5 separate regions of the Mus musculus genome follow, and all the other regions are linked to region 1. A link is a contact called in public Hi-C, HiChIP or PLAC-seq and promoter capture Hi-C data. All regions are on one chromosome and are shown on one strand. Each heading gives the region's core, a stretch centred on a gene start, on an enhancer-like site or on the middle of the called end of the contact. The rest is flanking DNA. Distances are from core to core; before and after follow the strand shown.

Region 1 (2,700 bases), core at 70-2,569:
TGAAATTCACCTCCCTACCACTGTAGCTGCAAGCGCCTCTCCTGGCACTGGCACAGATCTAAGGAGCCCGGATCTTGAGGCACTTTTTATTGTTGTAGCCGCTTTTCAGCAGAGCGCATGAAGCTTACTTGAGTAACTGTGGCTTTGGCAAACCCTGTGGGGATCTGGAAAGTGTCGAACTGGACTTAACTCAGTTCTTCCTTAAGCAAAGTTCCTTTTAGTAAGGAGTAATCTTGCTGGTTTCCCTGGCAGCCCATCAGTCAAAAACCATCAGCCCAAATTGATCTACACCTCAGTTCTGAAGGCAAGGGGTGCTGGAGACATTTGCCAGCATTTGAAAGCATTTTTAGTTAACACCAATCAGGCGGAAGAGTGGCCTTGTGGCTGGCTTCTGTCTATAGGGTAGGGGGCAGAAATGGTGCTTAGAGCCCTTAAGCGGATGGTGAAGTCTGCACAAAAACTAGTTGGAACCCCAGAGGTGGAGAATCCGTGCCTTGGACTTCCACAAGTGCCCCGGGTCAACAGGCATCATGCCATGGAGAACAAAGACTGCATTTTTACATTTTGTAAAAAGAGGTGGCTAATTTTGAAGAATACCCACGTCTCCAACTTTGGAAGTGTCTGCAAATTCTACTTCTGGTTGCAATTCCTTCTCCCAAGATTGGAAAGCAATAAGACAAATAGAGCCAACTGCATCCTCCCTGGACTCGCAAGCTCCGGGCCAGAGACAGCAAAGAAAGCAGGCTAAGCATTTCAGACGCCCCGCAGTTGAGGACCGGCGGCCAGCTGTGGTGCGCCCTAGGGACCGCCCGCCCCAGAGCAGCATCCTCCAGGCACTTACTTGTCCAGGATGAAGTAGAGGTCGAATCCTCCGTAGCAAGCTGGTCCCCCATCCTCGCGGCGGCCCCCGTGTCCGGCGCACACGAGCACGAGTGCAGCCACGCAGAGTCCCCGCAGGCCCGCACCCAGGCGCCCCGCGCGGTCCATGCTGCAGCCGGAGCGCTGGCCTCGCTGGCGTCCGTGTGACATCAGGGGCGCGCCATACGCGGCCTGGGCTCCGGTCAGGTCCCCCGGCTCTCAGCAAACGCCCGGAAGCAATTGTTCAGAGAAGTTCAAGGATTTCGCTTTGGTTTCCGCTGGTTCTGAGCCCGGGTTTCGAGTTTCAGGGACCCAGGGCGTTCTGCTGTGTGGAGCTGCCGGGATAGGGCCACCAGGCCGCTCCCAGGCTGCGCTTGAAGCTTTGCAGTCGAAGCAGTTCCGTCCCGATGGCTCTTTGTCCTAGATTTTAAGTATGATGGGGTGGGTTTTCAAATTGTTCTTGGTTGGGGCAGTGCGGTGTCTTTGCTCCCTCCCTCCCTTCTTTTTTTTTTTTTTTTTTTTTTTTTTTTTTTTGGAAAAAGTCTAAAGAGTGCCATCTTGTGGCCAAGGGCGGCGAAAATGTTGGGGTCCCCTAGACCTTGGCTGGGGCGGAATTGGGTGGGGACTTTTGGCAGGGGATAAATCTTAAGAGTTTTCAGGTGAGGTGCACGCCTTTAATTAATCCTTCCTTTTCGTCTCCTTTCTTAACTTTTCCACGGCCAGGTCTTCATCCTCTCTAACCATCCCCCAACCCCCATGCCTTCTTTCTGTTTTGCTCTTCTGTATCTGCGGATACAGTCCCTGTAAACATTTGATGAAAACTCATTTCCTTCGAGCAGGGTGACTCCAACTCCAGGCCAGGACTTTGCAAACAGGAGCCTTTGTGCAAATGAAGCACAAGGCTTGATCTTACATAGTTTTACTGCAGATCACAAAGGGCTCTGGTTAAAATCTGCACAGACAATGCCACCGAATGTAGTTGTTGAGGTTTGGAACAGCCAAGGCATCTAGATTGTCCGCATCTCCACGTTTTAGGGAGTCTTGTGGTAACACCAACCCTGGTGACTTGTTTGAGGATTAACTGTTCACTGCTAATTCTCCAGTGCCTGCTAAGCCTTCAGGTGACTGCAGCCTCTGACACCCAAGCAGGCACCTGACCTGGCCCTCCTCTGACTCCCAACCTTGGAAAGCAGGCAGCAGTGTTTGCCTGTGCTCTGAGCTGCTGGCTTGGGGGTGGTTTGTTACTCAATCACAGGTAACTAATACATGCCTGTTATTAATTTAAACACTGGAGAATTTCTGTAGGAAGAAAGTTGATTTAACAGTTTTCCAGGCATGCTTGTTCATAAAATTGTCTTCAGGTAACACCTACTAGCACCCACATTTTTGAAGTTGCTGTTTGCAGGAAAAAAAAAATAATTAGGAGAAGTAAAAATACTCAAACTGACTACAGTTGCTTTTTCTATAATTTTTTTACTGCCTCAAACAAGGAAAACCCATCTTGGCCCCACTAAGCTCTGTGATAAGAAAGAGGAGGGGATCTCTACAGAAGCCAGCTGGACCAATGAAGGCTGGAAAACTAGGGGGTGAGGGGCACTGGTCCAGGACAAGGAGGAACTTGGGGACAGTGTAATAAAGGAAGTGATCTGAGCCTGGAGGATAGGGTTTACATGTCCCTACAGGGAAGCAAGGGACAGGAGAAGCTAGCAGTTCAGAACATCTCATTCTCATGTCCTGGGTGTCCTCTGAGCTCTTTAAGAGTTTGGGTGGCAGAGAAATGCCTTGAGAATATTATGGGGTGGGATTGGGGGTGGTCTAGAAGGTCTGCCTGGGAGAGAGCAA
Region 2 (2,700 bases), core at 2-2,501, 290 kb before region 1:
CCTATAAGGCTTTTATCACTCTTTCCAGCCACCAGAACAGTTTTAATTTGCCACGTATTGCTCTGGTCTATGACTAGGCAAGTGTTGGTTATTAAAAAAAAAAAAAGCCAACCAAACAAACAAACAAAAAAATCTCACTCTATCATAAAGGAACTTAACAGTTTAGTGGGGAGAGGAAAAAAACCACCTTTAATACAGAAGTCTGTTATAGCCGGGCGTGGTGGCGCACGCCTTTAATCCCAGCACTCGGGAGGCAGAGGCAGGCGGATTTCTGAGTTCGAGGCCAGCCTGGTCTACAGAGTGAGTTCCAGGACAGCCAGGGCTACACAGAGAAACCCTGTCTCAAAACAAACAAACAAACAAAAAACAAAACAAAAAACAAAAAACCAAAGAAGTCTGTTATTGTATGAGACAGATCAAAGGATGAGATGTTAAAACCATCTTGGGGAGACCTAAAGATGTCACACTTAAAAGTGGCAAGGATGTGATGTGGGACTCTGTAGAATAACCCTGGCGTGCAGTTTTGAATGCTGGAGCAGTAGGAAGGGGATTCTGGCTGAGAGTGCTTCTGTGGGCCCTACTCATTCATTTCCGTTAGAGCTATCAAGTGCGGGCTGATAACCAGCTACTTTTGCTCCAAGGTATTATTTAAACCTTCTGAAAGGGAACGCCCCGCTAACTCCTCTTTTCTCAACGGAGAGTTCATTCGCGACAAGAGCGATCCCGAGTACAACGTGCCCACAGCTTCCCTGAGCGCAGGCGCAGTGCTGGGACTACTGACTAGTGGTACCTTAGGCAGAGAACAGTGAGGAAGGCAGGGAGTGGGGCGCTGAGCACCTTGCCTACAGCTCAGGTCGTCACCGGAATGGCTGCCCGAGGGCGTCCTGCAGGCTCCCGCACCTCTGCGCCAGCAGCGCAGTTCCGGCCACCGTGGCTCTGCACACTGACACGTCTGTCCCAGGCTCTCCCTCCTGCCCTACAGCTTTTCTCTCTGTCTCCCTCCTTCCCGTTCCCCTTGAAACACACAAACTGCTGTGTAAACATTCCCTTCCTCCTCCTCCTCCGAGGCTCGGCTCGCCCTCAGCGGGCGGCTCCAGGAACCTAAAGCGGATGCTGGTCGAGCCCCTGCCACGTCGCTACCCGCAGCTCTGCGTCTGCGCGCTGGGCGGGCGATGCCTGCGCGTGAGCGGCGCGGGCGCGGCCCAATGGGAGAGCCGCGGCGGCGCGCGTGGCCGGGGGGGGCGGGGCGGCAGTTGAGAGCGAAGCGAGCGCTGAGTCGGACTGTCGGGTCTGAGCTGTCGCATCCCAGAGTCCTCTCATTGCCACCACCCCGGCCCGAGCTCACCCTCGCTTCTGAAGCTCTCCGCGCGCCCGACAGCTCAGCCCTCGCCCGTGACCAACATCATGTGCGGTAAGGGCAGCGATGGGGGTGTGTGGTGGCCGCAGGGCCCGCGCAGTGAAGCCAGAGGTGGACAGCGCGTGTCAACAGAGCGGCCTTGGGGCTGGGGTCCTGAAGAGAAGGGGGGCTTGTGGAGCGGGCATCCCGAGGAGATTGAGGGTCCTGAGGGGAGCCGGGATCTGGAAGGAGAAGGGTCTCTGGGGAGAAAGGCTGCTGTCCGTGAGGCAGGGACTCTAAGATGGGGATTCCGGTGTTGAAGGGGCGGCCGGAGCTAGTGTGCTTAAGAGGGACCGGCAGAGGAGATTGTGGGGGCCCTAGGAGTCAGAGGCTACTTAAAGGGGCTAGAGGATTGGGGGTGGGGTGGGCCAGGGAGGGTATCAGAGCGTTCAAGGGGCACCTTTGCATAGAGCTCAGAGGATAGATGAATACCTACCTTAGAAGAGCTGTGAGGCTCAAAGTGAGACCAAGTATGGAGGGATGCCTAGGGGAAGGTCCACCAGGTGAGTGAGGCGACCTGTGAACATGCTGTGTGGTACTGGGGGTTAAACTCATAAAGGCAGCTTGTCAAGTGAGTGAGTACTCTTTCCCTTAGCCACACCCCCCAAATCCCCTTTTTCTGTCTCTTTGTAACTGGGTCCCACTTGGTAGCCCAGGTTGGCCTGTAATTCACATTGCCCTGTCTCAGCCTTCCAAGTGTTGTGATTATAAGTATGAATGACCACTCCTGGCTGGTAGCATTTCTTGAATTTACTTATCTTGCAGTCTTAAAAATACTTAATTCTAGTCACTTTATTTTAGGCAGGCCTGCGAGAACTCAAGCCAACGCACTGACAGTGATACCCCACATGACTTCTGCCACTCTTAAGTCTCTCAACAGGAACCATTACTAAATCAATAACTTGATGAAATGGGCTCAGAGCTGATCTTGTTGGAAGAGAGAGTAGTAGTCCTGGCTAAAGATCCCACATCATGCATGTACACCTGTTTAACATATGTCTTTACTACAACCATTAAAAAAAACAGGCTCTTTTATTCCATATTTTAAGGCTTCTTATTTAGCTGGGCGGTGGTGGTACAACGCCTTTAATCCTAGCCCTCAGGAGACAGAGGCAGGTGGAAATCAGTGATTTTGAGTACAACCTGGTTCCAAGACAGCTGGAGCACAGTTACACAGAGAAACTCTGTCTTACCCCTCACCCCCGCCCCCCATTATCAAAAAGTGTTACTAAAAGATACCATGAGAATTATATATGATACCACTAATAATATTGTAAAATGGGAATGAGCCATTAGTAGTATTT
Region 3 (2,700 bases), core at 111-2,610, 340 kb after region 1:
TAATGGCAGAGATTTTTAAAAACAATTTTTTGTGAATTTTTAAAATTTTATTTTTTACTATATATGTATACCTGTATGTTAGGATATGCATGTGTGTACATTGCCCAGAGAGGCAGAATTACAAGCATTTGTGAATTGCCTGACATAAGTGCTGGGAAGCCAGTCCTCTGTAATAAATTCCAGGCTCTTAATGGCTAGCCCATCTCTCCCTTGTGATATTTCAACTCGACCGCCAGGTTCTCTAGAGTGGCCTTTGTAAATGATAGGTCTTGTGGCAATGCTAAATGGTTTAATACCACCAAATATAATTTCATAGTGCAAACTGCAAACGGTTTGGTTCCTACTCCTCCCAAAGAGGGTAAAGAATATATAGCATAGTGGCCATTTGTACATGTATCACCTTTAAATGACCAGTTTATACTCCAACTTTCTCATTTGAACAAGGCTAATAAAAAGCACCTAACTCAAAAAGTTTTGGAAGTAGTAAATTAAAGTCATCTCTTTAGAACAATGACTGGTTCACTACCCAGACAACTTAAAGACAGCTACTGATACTACCAAAAGGGATACTGCTATTATTGGTAAGGCCCACCAGCCCAGCAGAGAAGGCAAGGAGATAAAAGAAGTTAGCTTAAGGGAGGTGATTAACCTTCCCTGTTATGGCTCATACAGTACCGTAAATATTGTAAGCTTTGTAGGTCAACATGCAACACATTAACCTTTAGAGTACTATACGTCTTTAAATACTAGCAGCGGTTTTGTTTAGTTGGTCTGTTTACATTTTACATCTTACAACCCGAACTTAGCTCAACTTGGATTTGGCCCTCGTTTGCCAGCTGGATAGGCTAATGATGTTAACTCGGTCCATACTCGAACCATACAGGCACCAAAAAGAAATGTCTGGGACTTGACTAACGTTGTTTGAAAACCTACTGCCCCAAACCTATAAAATCTTGACAAGCAGAGCCAAGACGCGGAGTTCCCAAGCTCAGGAGACAAGAGACAGCCTCGGCTGAGCAAGCTCTGGCTGCCCACGCCCACACTACCTCCCACACTTACTCCCAGCAGCGGCCCGCGGCCTATCACAGTCTGCCCCGGCCCCACGGGCACGCGGGGACCGCCGTCCAGAGGCTGCAGAAAGAAGTCCGAAGGCATGGCGGTAAGAGAAGGTTCCTTCGCCAGGAGATACCTCGTAGCCACCTCCCTCAGGCACGCTGGGCATGGCCCGAAGGGGTGTGAAACCCGAGGCTCCTTTCCTGGTGAGTGTGCTTCTTCCCTTTCCGGAATCCCCACTCCTTGAGAGCCTGTGATTCGTGCAGGGAATACCTGTCAACAGACCGCCAAACTACAGCTTAAAAACTGGAACGCACACCCACAATCTTCCAGCACTTCCTCTCACAGGACTCATGGAACGCTGGGTCTTGTAGTTCCTGACACCTCCCTTCGGCTCCTTTCCGGAGTACAGACTGCATGGAAAAACTACCAATCCCAGAAGGCAATACGCGCATCTCTGCGCCTAGGTTGATTCGTGCTTGGGCAGGGGTGGGGCTAGAGTAGTGCTGACGTCAAGGCCTTAGGAGAGGGTTGGCCTGAGTTTTTAAATGAACCACAGTGCTGGCCCGTGGCCCTGTGACTTCAACAGGGGGATGTTCTTTTCCCAATGGAGTATGATGTGTGTATCTGCTTCTTCCCCTTCTCTTCCATAAGGAGACAGCTTCGGCTAGAATAAGGCCTCCGTGGCAGGACTGTCTTCCCTACTCCAAGAAGTATGTCTGGACTTAGATTTTTAGGGTTCAGCCTCAAGAGGGTCATTAACTTTCCTGTGCAGGCGCCCCATACTCATTTGGGGATGGATCTGCAGCCAGTGGAGCTTCTATTTTCAAAGGCCTGGCTCAGACACTTGGCCCACGGGGCCGGAGAATCTTCCTTCTCTATAAAAGAGGCATATTCTCTGGCTGGGATCTGTAGCAGGCCTGTCTTTCTCTTTGGTGGAGGCCTGGACTGGGGGAAGCAAACCTAGGGTCCGAGGGTGGGGGGCAAACCTACAGGGACGGGATGGAGGGGAAAGGTGGTCTTTTCTATGGAGAAGCCAGTTGCTAAGCTCAGGGCTCCCAGCTAGAGGGAACTTTCTCTTTGGAGGAAGCCTGGCCCAGAGTTTGGCACTGCTCTCTTAAGATCTTTTCCTTTCTTGTGGCTGAGGACAGCCTCAGCTAGGCCTGTGTCTGGAGGGCTTTCTCTTCCATATTAAAGCCTGTACTACAGGACTCTGCAGAAGGTCATGGAGTTGGAGTCTTATCCCCTAATGCCTCCAGGAGGCACAAGGTCTTCTCTTCCCCAAGAGGCCACCTTGTCACAAGCCTAGGGGAAATGGAGTTATTCTAAAGAGTCACTGTGACCCTCATTTTGGCTCTCAGAACAGTGGGCCTTAAGAGACTGGAATTTTCCTTAGTAATCTCATGCTGGATTAAAAAGTCAAAAGGCAGACCCATCAAGACGAGAGACTTTCCCCCGGAGAGATTTCACAGTCCCGTCAATTTGTCAGAATGCCTTGCTGAAGCACTAGAACCTCAGCAGTAATGGGCAGGGCCACACCTTGCAACTGGAGATGGCTCAGATATTCAAATGCTGGCCCCCTACTTAAACCTTAGCCTTACTTTAGGAGGCTGAAGATGAACTTGGGGACCTTGGAGCTCTTTGTCC
Region 4 (2,738 bases), core at 225-2,724, 440 kb after region 1:
GGCAGATCCGTGAAGATTCCTGATGCCCAAGGCTCTACCATAAAGGGAAGAAACACTCACAGAGGCTGAGGCCAATCAGGGGCAGAGTCCTCACAAGAGTATGAAGGTAGGTTCCAGGCAGGTAGGACTCAGGGGCCAGAGGGGACCCAGCCAGCCCTGGGGAACCAGAGCTCACCCAGTGAGAGTTCTGTATATATGCAGCCCCTATTCTGAGAGCAGAAGTGGACAGATGCTGCAAAGAGAGCATGGGGCTTCAATAGGTCCTGCCACCAGCCTGGTCCAAAGGCCTGTCTGTCTACAGGGGAGGGCAGCAGCTGGCCTGCGAAAGTGGGAGAGGACTGTGTAAGAGAAGGAGGAGGTGCTGTCCACCTCTGCCCTGACCTGGGCCCATATGACTTCTCCATGAAGAGTGCACAGGGATCCAGCAGCAGACCATGTTGGTGGCCTCTGTCCTACTGACACAATATCAGCCTCTGTCCCTGTGCCTTAGATGGTGGCACTGCTGCTCCCTGCCTCAGTTTCCCTCTCCAACTCTACACCCGCCTGAATCTCTCCAGATCAAGGAGCCAGGATACTTTTATTGTGTCTGTTGATCTTGGCCAACACCAGCCGTGACCACAGGGTTGATCAGGGGTCTCTCACTCTCCCCAGTGGTCCATCTTTCCTCCCACAGTCCCAGGAGCCCCAGCTCCTGGACATGTTACTTCAGCCCAGGCTTCACCAGTGGCCCCCGTTCTGTGCCCATGAACTCTGTCATCTGCTAAAAATCCATTGATTTGGTTAATATTCACAACTGTGGGGGTTTTATGATTTGTTTAAAAAAATGCAGATTTGAATTTTAATTGCATAATGATTCTATTTCACCATTAGGTCCGATTTTGATTAATAGCTTGTAATACCAAAACCATTCATTAAACTGAAATGGGAGTGAAAACAGACATCATGCTCAAGTGGAAGAGGCTATAAAAGTAACATGAGATAAATTAGTCTCCTGTCTCCGAGAGGCTCAGCCCTGCAAACCTGCAACTCCGTGAGAAACAGGAAAGAGAGGGGCCCAACAGGTGCAAAAGGCACCATGGAGAGAAAGGAGCCTCCCTCAGCATCTTTAGAGAGAGGGAGGACTATAAATAGACATTCACACCACACCTGGGGAGGTAAAAGCATCAGGACCATCGCCTGAATCTACAAAGGAAAACTCACAGCCAGCCATCACTCTCCTCCTCCTCCTCCTCCGGGAAGTCCTCCCCAACTACTAGCACCAGGCAAGGGACACCTTGATTGGCCCACAGACCCATCACACAAGACCACAGGCTGCTTGAGGTACAGAGGTACCCCTCCCTTAAGGTGGGGTTGGTCTACAGTTCTATGTCCAAGGCCCTAGGACTCTGGGTGCCTCCTGGCCCTGACAGGCCCTCGGGGCTGTCTTTAGGGGATAAGCCAGGCTATTTTCACCATTTCCTTCCTCCTGTCAGGCAGCAGCCACACTGCCAGCTCACACAGCTCACACACACCACCACCACCGCAGCCTTGAACAGGATGGTACCAGCCCACAAAAGGTGTGCCCCAGCCAAGGCCTCACAGGTAAGCAGTCTCCTTATTTTCAGCATGACCTCCTGCCTGGTGTCCACTCCAGCTGAGCTGGCAGAAAGAGAGGGGACACGTCTGTCTCTCCCTGGACGATCTCTGCTAAAAGACAGAAAGTGGGGGATCATTTGCTCTAAGTTGTTAACCAGCAACTTGGCTGAATGAAGATTCAGAAGTCATTCAGTGAACACCCCCAGAAGCCTGCTCTGAGGTGGGTCCTGGTAGGAGAGCAGACAAAGGAAACGGCCCTTAGCCCTAAGCCAGGAGAAAGGGCTGCAAGCCAGGCAGACCCACATGGCCATGAGACACTTTCCTGACTCTGGACTTTGCCATGGACTTCTGGGTGAGCCTAGGCAAGTATTTTCCCTCTCTAAGCTTCCCATTCCCAGTTCTGGGCCTTAGCCTAGACAAGTGGCTTTCAAGACAGGTCTATGAGTTCCCCATCAGTGCTGCTGCCCTGCGAGCCCTAAAGGTTTTTTTGAATCAGGCATCATGGGAGAGTGGACACGGTGCTGAACGCATTCCCTGGCCTGACTCCCAGCCCAGGCAAAGGACTGGGTACAGCCCAGAAAGACATTTCCTGTTCTCTGTGGCCAGGGACGAAGACTGGAGTCCCTTAGCAGTCCCCTGTTTCCCTATCTGAGCAGAGGCTTGGATCTCTGCCAGAGACCAAGAAGGCCCTGCTCCTCTCTACCACTCTTCCTGGGCTGTACCCAACACGCTGCTGAGGCCTGGAGAAAAAGTGTAGACCCTGTCCAGCATAGGTATCCTGGCACAGGCTGACAAGCGTTAATCTCATTGCTCTGCCCACAGCCTGCCTCCTGGATGACTACCTGGGGCCTCCTGTTTCTGCTCTGGCCTGCGACCACAGATACTCAGGCTTGCCCCAGGCCCTGTACCTGCCAGTCCTTGGAAACCATGGGGTTAAAGGTGAACTGTGAGGGGCAAGGCCTCACAGCCCTGCCCGTGATACCAGCGCACACTCGCCAGCTCCTGCTGGCCAACAATAGCCTGCGTTCAGTGCCACCAGGTGCCTTCGACCACTTGCCTCAGCTGTGGGACCTGGATGTGACACACAACCCCTGGCACTGTGACTGCAGCCTCACCTACCTGCGCCTCTGGCTGGAGGACCACATGCCCGAGGCCCTAATGCA
Region 5 (2,707 bases), core at 160-2,659, 490 kb before region 1:
CCAAGAGCCATCTTTTTTTGTTCTATTTTTCAAGACAGGGTTTCTCTGCATAGCCCTGGCTGCCCTGGAACTCATTCTGTAACCCAGGTTGTCCTCGAAATCAGAAATCTGCCTGCTTCTGCCTCCCAAGTGCTGGGATTAAAGACGTGAGCCACCACTGCCCAGCAAGACCCATCTTTTTTTATTTCCTGGGGGCCCCCTTCTAGATCTTCCTCAAGTGCCTGAAGTAGAAATTCTGGGATGAACTGCAAGAGGGTAGTTGCATCTTTAAGAAGTGTGGGGAGCTGGTGGAAAAATAACCTATACTCAAAAAAGAGAAAAAACCATGTATTTCTTGGGGGAGAGGGCAGGGGAGGCAGGGATTTGGCACGACAACAACATCTTCTGTGAAGCAATCTAGGAGGAGAGATCTCAATTCCTTTCCAAATCCTTAGCATTTGACAGGTGCCAATCACACAGCCCTGTACTCTATCCGCACCCAAGCGATCCTTAGTAAACACAGCATCTTCTTGCGAAAGATTCTGAAGAGAAAGCAGTAGGTGTGTCTAAAGTTCCCTTTAAAGGCGTGAATATATCTGGTAAGGACCAGGCAAATCTGGGTCGGCAGAGGGCCATGGTTTGGGGTGGAGCCCAAGGATGGATGTAGCCTGGTCCCTAGATGCTCCGTGTACTGGATCTCCCGCAGTTCCTTCTTCGACCCTCAGGCTTCTCAGTTCTCATCGTGGTCGGGGACCGGAAGACACCTGCTTTGTTTCCTTCAGCACCGAGATTCCGCTCGGCTCCCTGCTGGCATCATACCCACTTCTCCCCAGCCCCCAAGCCTTCAGTACCTCCGCTCCCATGACGTCGGGGAACTCCCAAACCCAACTGGGGCGAGGCAGCTAAACCGCGTCCTTCAGGTGTCAGTCCGGACTCCTGTGAAACCACAATTCCCAGAGTGCCTCTGTCCATGAGGCCAAGCCATAGATAAAATGGCTACAGAGAGTGGGACGTGCAGCTGGAAAACTAGTCTCTGGTGACTTTAGCAGATGTACTTAAATACCCGAAGCCTCACTTCTGCACCACTCCACTATCATCTCCAGTCCCTGGAGACGGCGTCCGAAGGTGCGCTCGCTCCCGGGGCATCTTGGGAATTGTAGTCCAGATGCCAGATTACCCCGAACTACTCTTCCCAGGGTGCTCAGCGGCAGGACTACGGCAACGCTCTCTTCCAAGTGTCTCTGTCCCGAGTTCCACTGCTCTGGTTCCCTTCTTGCCATCGGTTTCTTTCGCTCTGTAGCTATAGCTGGTGCACCTGAGACGGCCCCTGAGAAGGGGCTGTGCGGCCCTGAGAAGCACTTCCGGTGGCAGGTCACTTCCGGGTGGGTGGTCGGAGCCGACGGGCGCGCGCGCGGGGGAGGGGCGGCCTCAGCGCGGCGCTCGGGGATCAGCTGGCGGGCGGGCGGGCGCCGAAGCGGCCCCGGCTCTGCGGCAGCGCCGCCTCCTTCGTGTCGCAGGCCGGCGGCCGTGGCCATGTCGCGGGGCTGGTAGCTGGGCTCGCCGCCGAGCGGCCGCTAGTGGGTGTCCGGGGCCCGGGGCGGGGGTCCGGGCAGGGGTCCGGTGCGTTTCCAGGGCTTTCCCGAAGAAAATGCACGCAGCGTTTCCTCTGGATGACGGCCTGTGCTTTCCCTAGGACCCGGCAGTTAGGCTCTGGAGTGTGTTACTGATTCATCCTCTCTCTGCCTCTGTCATCGCAGGTTTAAACTTAAACGATCGCTCCCCGAGGAGGAGGGGACCCGCCGCGCGATTGACAGTCTATTCCTGCAGGCGCCGTCCCTCAGCCCCCACCCCACGGCCGGATTCCCGGGGCTCTGCTCAGGGCTGAAACCGGAGAAGAAATCCTTAGATCTCTTTTCTTTACAACAAATACGAACCTAGAAACCATCGGCATTTTGCCTTGGCATTTCATATTGGAAAGATGAAGAAGTTTTTCGACTCCAGGCGGGAGCAGGGGAGCTCTGGCCTGGGTTCAGGCTCCAGCGGAGGAGGGGGCAGCAGCTCAGGCCTGGGCAGTGGTTACATCGGAAGGGTCTTCGGCATCGGGAGGCAGCAGGTCACCGTGGACGAGGTGTTGGCGGAAGGTATGTTGGGAAGCCAGTGCGCGGTGAATTAATCTCGTGTGCTGATGTGGCAAGACTCTGGTTTCTAGTTGTATGAATGGGTTTTGACCAACTGACCCTCCCTTCCCCCTCTGCACTTTCCTTGCGAGTCATTGTCCTTGAGAGAATTAAAACTCAGACTGGGAATTGACAGGGCTTGGGGGGGCAGTATTGCCCAAATAGTTTACCTCAGTGGCCTTTCATTTGGGTGGGTGGGGGGAGCGCGTGGAGAAATCTCTTCCTTTGACCGAATTATTCGGATCCTATGTGTGAAGTATAAGTGAAATGCAGGGTGGTGGTCTTGCCATTTCCCTGAAACTTTAAATTCTGATGCGGAGGCTGAAGGGTGGGGATGGGGAGAGATCTTAAAGGAGAGGGGGGCTTCTCCCACCTAACTTTCCTATTTCTTTAAGTAGGTAGCCAAAGAGGATTTCTCTGGGGACAGGAATGCATTTTTTGGTGTTTTGGTTAGGTTTGTTTCTTTACCCAACTGCAGTGAGGTCCCCAGGATGTGGCTAAGATAAAATCATAAGCGAATGAGATGGTTTTGAACTCAGACGCCTAGGCCT

What was found. Promoter capture Hi-C pulls out the DNA fragments that hold promoters and counts their contacts. Hi-C and Micro-C count contacts between places; a contact is called where the count stands out from the background. HiChIP or PLAC-seq counts read pairs in DNA pulled down with a chosen protein or histone mark. Capture Hi-C pulls out chosen DNA fragments and counts their contacts.
Region 2: a promoter capture Hi-C map of embryonic stem cells shows a contact between it and region 1, with 16 read pairs. The contact joins the promoter of Gfpt1 here to the promoter of Antxr1 in region 1. A contact is called at or near these places in 19 of 39 promoter capture datasets (the 3T3-L1 cell line, 3T3-L1-derived adipocytes, the C10 cell line and 11 more), 5 of 484 Hi-C or Micro-C datasets (bone marrow-derived macrophages, embryonic stem cells, forebrain and 2 more), 16 of 115 datasets of contacts at active chromatin or transcription factors (the NIH/3T3 cell line, T-cell acute lymphoblastic leukemia, astrocytes and 10 more) and 2 of 9 other capture datasets (adipose tissue and pancreatic islet).
Region 3: a contact with region 1 is called in a Hi-C map of cortical neurons, with 2.5 times the contacts expected there. The contact joins the promoter of Aplf here to the promoter of Antxr1 in region 1. A contact is called at or near these places in 9 of 39 promoter capture datasets (the 3T3-L1 cell line, 3T3-L1-derived adipocytes, the C10 cell line and 4 more), 1 of 15 datasets of contacts at CTCF or cohesin (large pre-B cells), 2 of 484 Hi-C or Micro-C datasets (the HPC-7 cell line and cortical neurons) and 1 of 9 other capture datasets (liver).
Region 4: a promoter capture Hi-C map of adipose tissue shows a contact between it and region 1. The contact joins the promoter of Gp9 here to the promoter of Antxr1 in region 1. A contact is called at or near these places in 1 of 39 promoter capture datasets (pre-B cells), 1 of 115 datasets of contacts at active chromatin or transcription factors (pancreatic cancer cells) and 1 of 9 other capture datasets (adipose tissue).
Region 5: an H3K27ac HiChIP or PLAC-seq map of extraembryonic endoderm stem cells shows a contact between it and region 1, with 7 times the contacts expected there. The contact joins the promoter of Aak1 here to the promoter of Antxr1 in region 1. A contact is called at or near these places in 2 of 115 datasets of contacts at active chromatin or transcription factors (embryonic stem cells and extraembryonic endoderm stem cells).

What each region holds. Positions count from the first base shown.
Region 1 is chr6:87,334,456-87,337,155 of GRCm38.p6, forward strand. Antxr1 (anthrax toxin receptor 1) reads right to left here and starts at 1,320. Exons shown (of 18, transcript NM_054041.2): 1 at 842-1,320. The coding sequence starts at 987.
Region 2 is chr6:87,041,595-87,044,294 of GRCm38.p6, forward strand. It overlaps Gfpt1 (glutamine fructose-6-phosphate transaminase 1), which reads left to right and starts at 1,252. Exons shown (of 19, transcript NM_013528.3): 1 at 1,252-1,411. The coding sequence starts at 1,405.
Region 3 is chr6:87,670,801-87,673,500 of GRCm38.p6, forward strand. Aplf (aprataxin and PNKP like factor) reads right to left here and starts at 1,361. Exons shown (of 10, transcript NM_001372332.1): 1 at 1,060-1,361. The coding sequence starts at 1,155. It also overlaps E230015B07Rik.
Region 4 is chr6:87,776,596-87,779,333 of GRCm38.p6, forward strand. It overlaps Gp9 (glycoprotein 9 (platelet)), which reads left to right and starts at 1,475. Exons shown (of 2, transcript NM_018762.2): 1 at 1,475-1,581; 2 at 2,398-2,738. The coding sequence starts at 2,410.
Region 5 is chr6:86,848,096-86,850,802 of GRCm38.p6, forward strand. It overlaps Aak1 (AP2 associated kinase 1), which reads left to right and starts at 1,410. Exons shown (of 16, transcript NM_001378654.1): 1 at 1,410-2,120. The coding sequence starts at 1,958. 2610306M01Rik (RIKEN cDNA 2610306M01 gene) reads right to left here and starts at 1,345. Exons shown (of 1, transcript NR_028298.1): 1 at 312-1,345.